2 separate regions of the Mus musculus genome follow, and region 1 is linked to region 2. Evidence: chromatin contacts called from public HiChIP or PLAC-seq data. All regions are on one chromosome and are shown on one strand. The core of a region is the stretch at or near the end of the contact, and the rest is flanking DNA. Distances in the headings are between cores, read along the strand shown. Region 1 holds the start of Creg2 (cellular repressor of E1A-stimulated genes 2). Region 2 has its middle 22 kb from the start of Gm51620.

Region 1 (3,547 bases), core at 346-2,845, 37 kb before region 2:
ACATGCCTCTGCCATAGCTGGCCAACTCAGGCATGAGGAAAGAGAAGGTGGATTGATCCTGCCGTGAGAGCCACAGAGGAACTGAGATTACCATCTGCAGGTCCTCTCCCCACACTGACATATCAGTTCAATCCCTTTTCCTTTCCTGAGGTTGAAACATTCATCGTCTTTTTCCTCTGAGGATAAGCTCTCCCCTGAAACTAGAGATGTCAGGCTTGACACCCAAACCCCGGTGGGGGAGATGTAACCGTCCCCATTTTGTAGAGGCAACAGTGACATGCCACTATCCCACAATCAGAACATGATAGGACAAGATCTGGATTATTTTTAATTTGTATTTCAGGGAGGAGGAGTTGTTGGTTTTTATGGTGGATCTTGAGGTGGTGTCTCATGTAGTCTAGGCTGGTCTCAAATTTGCTTACCTAGCTAAGTCTGACCTTGAACTCCTGAATCTCCTGCCTCCACCTGTCGAGTGCTAGGATAGATAACAGGTGTGTGCCATCATACCTGGCTGCAGTGTGTAGTATTTCCATGACTCCCCATTGTGCCTCTCAAGACCATGGAACACATCTTTCCCCTAAACAGGGGATAAGAGGGTCTGTGAAGCTGGGGAGAGAGCAGCAGCCGATAACAGCAGAAGCCATGAGAGTAAACAAGATGTCTTGGGGAGAAACTGAAGACACCATCAATGTTTCAAAGCAGACGGAGAGCAGAGAAGGGGTTGTGGGGTGGGGGGTGGGGAGGGGAGAGAGAGAGAAAGAGCAGCCAGGGGCATCCAGGGAGAGACAAGAAGTTCCCATGCAAAGAGAAAGAGACCAGCTGTGTTCACAGCTGACATCCAGGCATCCAGGAAGAGTCACAGGAGTTTCACAGCAGGGCACAGTGAAGACATGTAGGAAAAACTCAAATCCCATTTCAAGATACTTTCTTATAGAACCAGTTAGTGCAGGACTCTTGCATTTTAGGAATATAAGCGATAGAAAATATTCCATGGTGGGACAAAGACTGGATATCATAAGAACAGGTAAGAAATTATAATTACTTTGAAGTTATTTTGATATCTATTAAACTTCTTACTGGAACAAGATGGTTTTTAAAATACGCTATTAAGCCGGGCAGAGGTGGCACACGCCTTTAATCCCAGCATTTGGGAGGCAGAGGCAGGCAGATTTCTGAGTTCGAGGCTAGCCTGGTCTACAGAGTGAGTTCCAGGACAGCCAGGGATATACAGAGAAACCCCGTCTCGAAAAAAAACAAAAACAAAAACAAAAAAACAAAAAAAAAAAACAAAAAACAAAAAACAAAACAAAACACCCAACAACAATAAAGTTCTATTAGTCTGTGTCGCTAACCGCAGGACACTGCTGACTGGGTGAGTGATGGAAGATGTGGGTGTATTGTGGTTCCCGGTTCTGCGGAGGTGATGGGGTGCAATAACTGAGCCTGGTGATGCCCTTCTTGTTGGCTCAGAGAAGTTAATCAGCTTGGTAGAGTCGCACAGCTGACGAGCGGAGGAGTGCATTGAGCCTGAGCTGTGAACGCCCACCCTCTGGCTGCAAAACGCTTGCCATCCTGCGGAAAACCAAGACACGCGTGGACTCTGCGCCCAGCAGCGGCGGTGGACGCAGGGGACTCTGGTCGTGCAGCAGACTTCGCTTCTTACGGGAGTGTAAGGCAATAGGGAACCCCGGCCCCCGGACTGATTGGAGACCCTCAACCCGGGAATCCTATCACGAGGAGAAGGGTTCCGACGCACGCTCCGCCGCAGGGGGGCGCCCCTGGCTGGCCGCTGCTTGGTCAGTGGTCCCCGCCACAGGGCGCGTCGCCTCCAAGAAGATGTCGCTGTCCGGCAGGGAGCGTCCTGCTTGGCCAGGGAGTCGCCTGTCCTGGTTGCTATGCTGCAGCGCCCTGTTGTCCCCAGCCGCCGGCTACGTGATCGTGAGCTCCGTGTCCTGGGCTGTCACCAACGAGGTAGATGAGGAGCTGGACAGTGCATCCACTGAGGAGGCGCTGCCCGCGCTGCTGGAGGACTCGAGTAGCATCTGGCAGCAGAGCTTTCCGGCCTCGGCGCACAAGGAGGACACGCACCTGCGACCTCGGGGCTCCGCCCGCGCCAGGCCCGCACCGGCCGCGCGTGGCATGTTCTCCTACCGGCGGGAGAGCGGCTCATCTGAGGCATCCCCTGGCCCCAGGGTGCATGCCGGCACCGCCCGCTCCCTAGCCCACGCTAGCTCCTGGGGCTGTCTGGCCACTGTGTCCACCCACGAAAAGGTAAGCCAGAGGTCGGGACGCGGGGGCGGTGCGCGTCTCCCTTCCAGGACGCAGGGCGACTCCGGTTTCACAGGTTCATAGGCTGTGAATGCCCTGTGAATAACGGAACCAGCGTGTGCATGGGTCGGTCCATCTGGCCAAGTGCATGTGAGTGGGGAGGAAGGAGAAGCTGGGAAACAGTCTCGTGGTTAGTGATTGAATCCCTGTGTACTAAAATGGCCAAAGAGATGATCAGATAAACAGTGACAAGCTGGAAACCTGGAACGTAGGCAGGATCGCTTTTGGAATCACAGATGAGGCGCATCCAGCTCCCAGCTCCCTGCAGGCTCCGACAGTCCTGCAGACAGACTCTGGCACCGCCTCCCACACCAAGTGGGTGTGGAAGAGGAACGCCATCCACACTCCGGTAGACATTTACACTTTAAAAAAAAATGGAACTCAGGTTTTTTAGAAAGAGGGCTTAAGCAAAAGGTAACAGCTGGAGGAGCTGTTTCAGCTGCAGTTCGTCTCTTTCGATCCACAAAACTGTATTCACATTTTATCCTGCTTCCTTCCACCCAGAATGGCATGGAGAGGGGCCGAGGCTCTGTATTCCCTAAGAATAGCCTCCAGAAAGCTTCTAGTCCTGTCTGGTAAACAGAGCTGTGGGCCCAGCCCCTGTTGAATCTGTGCAGGGAAGGGCTTTGTTATGTATCCCGCGGTGTGGGAGTCTGGTTCTTGCCACAGCTCTGGGTCTCACTAACCCCAGCTTGGCCAAAACATCTACAAAACTAAGAAATTCGGTGGGCAGAGCTTGAAAGTTCTTTCTTCTTCTTCTTCAAAAATTATCTAATGACAACTTTATCCTAATAATGGCAATGATCTTGTTCTCTTTCTACATCTGAGTCTAAGCCAGTTCTGTATTCCCAGGGTTCAAAGACTTTTTACACGTTTAACATATACCTTAGAGAATACAGACTTTAAGTATGAAGCTAATCTCTAGGTTTACAACAAATCAGTTCAGACAATTAGAAATCTACTGCCTGACGCTAGGGAAGAGGCTCGGCTGTAGAATGATTGAGAGTCTGTGTTATTCAACCTCCAGAACCCGAGTTCTTTTGTTTGCTTGTTTGTTTTCTTTTATAAAGCGCCAAGCAGGGTGGTGTTAATTTATGGTCACAGTGCTGAGTCTGCTGAAACAGGTGGATCTTTAGGGTTTGCTGGCAAGCTAACCTAGCCTACTTCGGGAGTCCCAGGCCAGTGACAGACTCTTTCTTTAAAAAAAAAAAAAACCAAA
Region 2 (3,790 bases), core at 659-3,158:
TGGACTGAGCTTCTACACTGAGCCCCAAAAGACCAGGGTAAAATTTAAGATGGAGTCACAATTGCTAGAGTGTAAAACCATTATGCTGAAACCAGGGGACTAATGCAATCTTGTGAGGAATTGGACTTAAGGGATGTTCTGGTTTTAAAGAACAAGTCTCCCACAGGCTTGCTGCGTGGTCTGAACACTGGTCCCCAGCCATTGATGGAGTTTACAGAGGTAGGGAAATGTTTGGGGTGGGGCCTAGCTGCAAAAGTCCCAATTGATAGAGGTGGCCTACGAGGTCATTGCTGCCCCTCACTCCTGTCTGGCTCTCTGCTTTCCATCACAGCTGCACAAACGTAACCAAGCAGAGGAGAGATCAGAGAGAGAGACTAGTTTCAATGGATGGGATACGGTGACAGAAATAACCGGGCATGCAACAGCCATTTTTTTTTTTTTTTTTTTTTTTTTTTTTTTTTTTTGGTCATTGGTGTTAGTTACCCTGACTCTACAAGCCGGGAACACCATTTAGCTTCTTGCTTCTTGTTTGTGCTTCGCTCCTCCTCCTGCTCCTCCTGCTCCTCCTCCTCCTCCTCCTCTCAGCTCACTGGGACACCAACACTGGTCTGTAGTGTCTTCCCCCATACTAGAACTTAAAATTGGTTTGGAGACAGAATTGACTTCATTTCATTGCTTCACCAACTTTCAAGCACGAGGGGTTCGTTTCTACCTCAGTTTCTCCCCACTAGAACGAGATTATCCCCAAGCCTGCTTGGCTCACCGTAGGGGGGCTATAGTGCTGGCTGTGCCTCGACGTCCCTCGTTTTTTCACATCCCACAGAAGCCCTTTGTCTACTGTCGGATCCCCCTGGCAAGAACCGAGGTATCTGAGGATGAATGGTTTCACTTCTTGCTCTGATCGTCCTTACCTGCTCCATGTCTCACGGTGGTTTCTTCATCTCCTGGACATTTCTAGATAAGCGGTGGGACCTTTGGGAGTTTCTAACAAACTTACAGTTTCCAAACTTGGGAATTTTGTAGGAGGCAAAGATTTAGTGCGCCCCCTGGTGACTGAGCAGTGGAACTTTATTTACAGTCGCTTGTCCTTGAAGCAAACATTAAACCCCATCTTGACTCAACTTCTTTCCTTCCCCCATGCTTTGGGGAAGTCCAATAAGGATGGAGGTGGGTCTTACTCCTCCGCTCCTGGGGTTGCCCTCCTCTCTTACTTCTTCAATATCCTCAGCGCAGCTACTGAAGCCCCCGCCAGGGTCCAGGATCCAGATACAGGCTGTAGGAACAGCTACTTGTAAAAGATGAGGAGGGCAGAACAGAGAAGCCTTTCCCAAGTGTGCTTACTCAGGCCTTGTGTGAGCCGGAGGCTAGAGTTAGATCAGTTGGCTGATTGTTAGAATCGCTCCAGGCTAGAGAACATTGGAGACCAGACCCTACAGAAGCAGGTTTTCCTTTAATCAGAACAGCCAAGGGCAGAAGCCACTCCTGGGGAATGTGCTTAGGAGTGGGGGTGGGGGGTGGGGCGGGTTGGAGTTTTATAGGGCAGAAAAGGGAACTTCTGTAGTGGGAGATTACATCTGCTTCCTTCCCCTGCAGTCTTCAAGCTTGTAAATGCTCTTCTTATCAAGAGCTCACTGGGTCCTAACTTCCTGCAGAAGATGCTGCCTTTGTGTTAACCTACCTGTCCTGGAGTTGCTCAGCTCGCCCGCCCGAGGCTTTTGGGTTGTTTGGCCTTGAGCCGTATCAGCACCAGATGTTTTCAGACACCTAGAGAGGCTACGCAGCTTGCACCGGCTCCCGAAAGTACCGGCCCCAGACACATCTATTTCCAACAGTGTGGACTTTTCTCTGTAGCCATTGCCACGGGGGTCAGAGCATTTCTCTCGAGGGCCTAGCAGAGAGACCGCAGTGACTGCCACAAACAGGCAAGGCCAGTGCGCGCAAGGCCAGCGCACTGGCCACACTTCCCTTCAGTAAGGCAAAAGGGAGTTTTTCTCCATTTTTCTGAGAAACCAGGAGAAAAGGTTAATGCTCAAATTTCCCAAACCTGTTTCAGTTGTGATTCTTAACTTCCTTCTGCCTCTGCCAAGGGGCTCACACTCACACAAAGAAACCAGAGGTAACCTAATCTCATCCTCTTGGTCCATCCTCCTGTCGCAGCCTTCCAAGAGGAATAGCGTGAGCCCGCAAAGCCCCTTCTTGTTTCTATTTTCTTCATCATTTTACTGTCTATAAAGTAAGCCTTCAGTACTTGGTTCCAGGAAAACTTACTGCATCTGATAGAACTAAGAGCCATCGGATTCCAGAAACACAAATGAGGCAGTCAAGATCTTTAAACTAAAAGTAACATCATCTAGATCTTTTTATTTTAGAATTTATTTTGAAGTTGTGTGTGTGTGTGTGTCTAAATGTAGTGTTGTACATGTGAGTGCAGCACCCACAGAGGCCAGAATCGGGCACCAGATCCCCTGGAGCTGGAATTACAAGCAGTTGTGAACTGCCCCCAAAGGCTGCTAGGACCAGAATTCCATCTGCTGCAGAGTCCTGTGGGCCCTTAACCTCTGCACCGTCTCTCCAAGCCCTCTAGATTTAGATCTATCTTGTGCAAAAGTCATCTTTCCATAAATACTTGGAAAAGATCATGTATTTATCTTGAATGTTTCGTGGGGTTTGTTTGTCTTGGGACATATTAATCATTGTTACTGCTTGTCCTATAGTGTCCTATATTCTGCAAGTATATTCTGGTGGATATCGCTTATAAAGAATATCTCTGTCCAGATGCTTTTATTGAAAAAGTAATAATTACCTCAGAGTAAGAGTCTTATGAATCAGGCCAGGATATAAGCAACAGACAGCGCCAGCTGTGAGAGAAACTGAAAACTGTAAGCCCCTCAAGGTCACTGTGCAGCTGTCCAAGGTCAGACAAAAGCCCTATGGAGCCTTTTAGGCTTTCTGGAGTGGGTGGGAGAGAGACTTTCTCCTCACATCCTAACACATCAGAAACTTTTGAACCAGCTTGGCAAGAAAGGCTTCACCTATGCCTGGGGGGTTCTGAGTCTTTGATCGGAAGTTTTCCCACACAGGTGCAGCTCCATCGCAATACTAACAGCCACCCTGCTTCCCAGTCCCAGGCACAGCCCTGCATCTAACCTGTAGGTTAGACTCTCACAGGAGGCCTCTTTACCTTAAGGCAGTGGTTCTCAGCCTTCCTCAAGGGGCTCGAGACCCCTTTGGCAAACCTCTATTTCCAAAAATATTAATATTACAATTCATAAAGGTAGCAAAATTACTGTTAGGAAGTAGAAATGGAATAATGTTATGCTCGAGGAGTCACTACGACACAGGGGTCACGGCATTTGGAAAGTTGAGAGCCACTGCCTTTAGGGCATCGAACCTAACTTGGTTTAATTTTTACCCATAAGCCTCTTTTCCCCAAGGAACATCCTAACCTGTTTCTGGTAGCCTGCCCAGTAGTTCCACTGATCCATGCTCTCCTGATTTAAAGTGCCCTGTGGCATTTTACTAAGTCAACACAGTGACCCCCACAAGTCCAATATCATAGTCAGGGCAAATCCACCCTGCTCCCTAGTCCCCAGAGGAGTTAAGGAGCCACACAGCTGTGATGAGCACACCCACGGATCTTAAAGAGCAGAGTGAATGGCTGGGCAGTGGTGCCTTTAATCCCAGCAATGGGGAAGCAGAGCAGGTGGATCTCTCTGAGTTTAAGACAAGCCTGGGCTACATAGTGAGACCCTGTCTTAAGAGGAAAAGATGGAGGAGGAGGAAGAGGAGG

What was found. HiChIP or PLAC-seq counts read pairs in DNA pulled down with a chosen protein or histone mark.
Region 1: an H3K27ac HiChIP or PLAC-seq map of embryonic stem cells shows a contact between it and region 2, with 14 read pairs. The contact joins the promoter of Creg2 here to the enhancer-like site in region 2. A contact is called at or near these places in 7 of 39 promoter capture datasets (the 3T3-L1 cell line, cranial neural crest, frontonasal cranial neural crest and 4 more), 2 of 15 datasets of contacts at CTCF or cohesin (CD8 T cells and stem cell-derived epiblast-like cells), 50 of 484 Hi-C or Micro-C datasets (the AtT-20 cell line, the C2C12 cell line, ECoMG-derived neutrophils and 30 more), 11 of 115 datasets of contacts at active chromatin or transcription factors (astrocytes, bone marrow-derived dendritic cells, bone marrow-derived macrophages and 5 more) and 4 of 9 other capture datasets (adipose tissue, embryonic stem cells, liver and 1 more).

The regions. Positions count from the first base shown.
Region 1 is chr1:39,649,230-39,652,776 of GRCm38.p6, reverse strand. It overlaps Creg2 (cellular repressor of E1A-stimulated genes 2), which reads left to right and starts at 1,595. Exons shown (of 4, transcript NM_170597.4): 1 at 1,595-2,271. The coding sequence starts at 1,837. It overlaps D930019O06Rik (a long non-coding RNA gene), which reads right to left and starts at 1,309. Exons shown (of 2, transcript XR_001778897.2): 1 at 508-1,309.
Region 2 is chr1:39,612,364-39,616,153 of GRCm38.p6, reverse strand. No RefSeq gene overlaps it. Among named protein-coding and RNA genes, the nearest start is that of Gm51620, 22 kb to the right of the region's middle. Within about 2 kb of position 1,908, at least 89 of the 459 cell types and tissues checked have an H3K27ac peak or open chromatin away from gene starts, as enhancers often do. A contact at or near this core is called in ECoMG-derived neutrophils, the HPC-5 cell line, adipose tissue and 10 more, where this site is marked.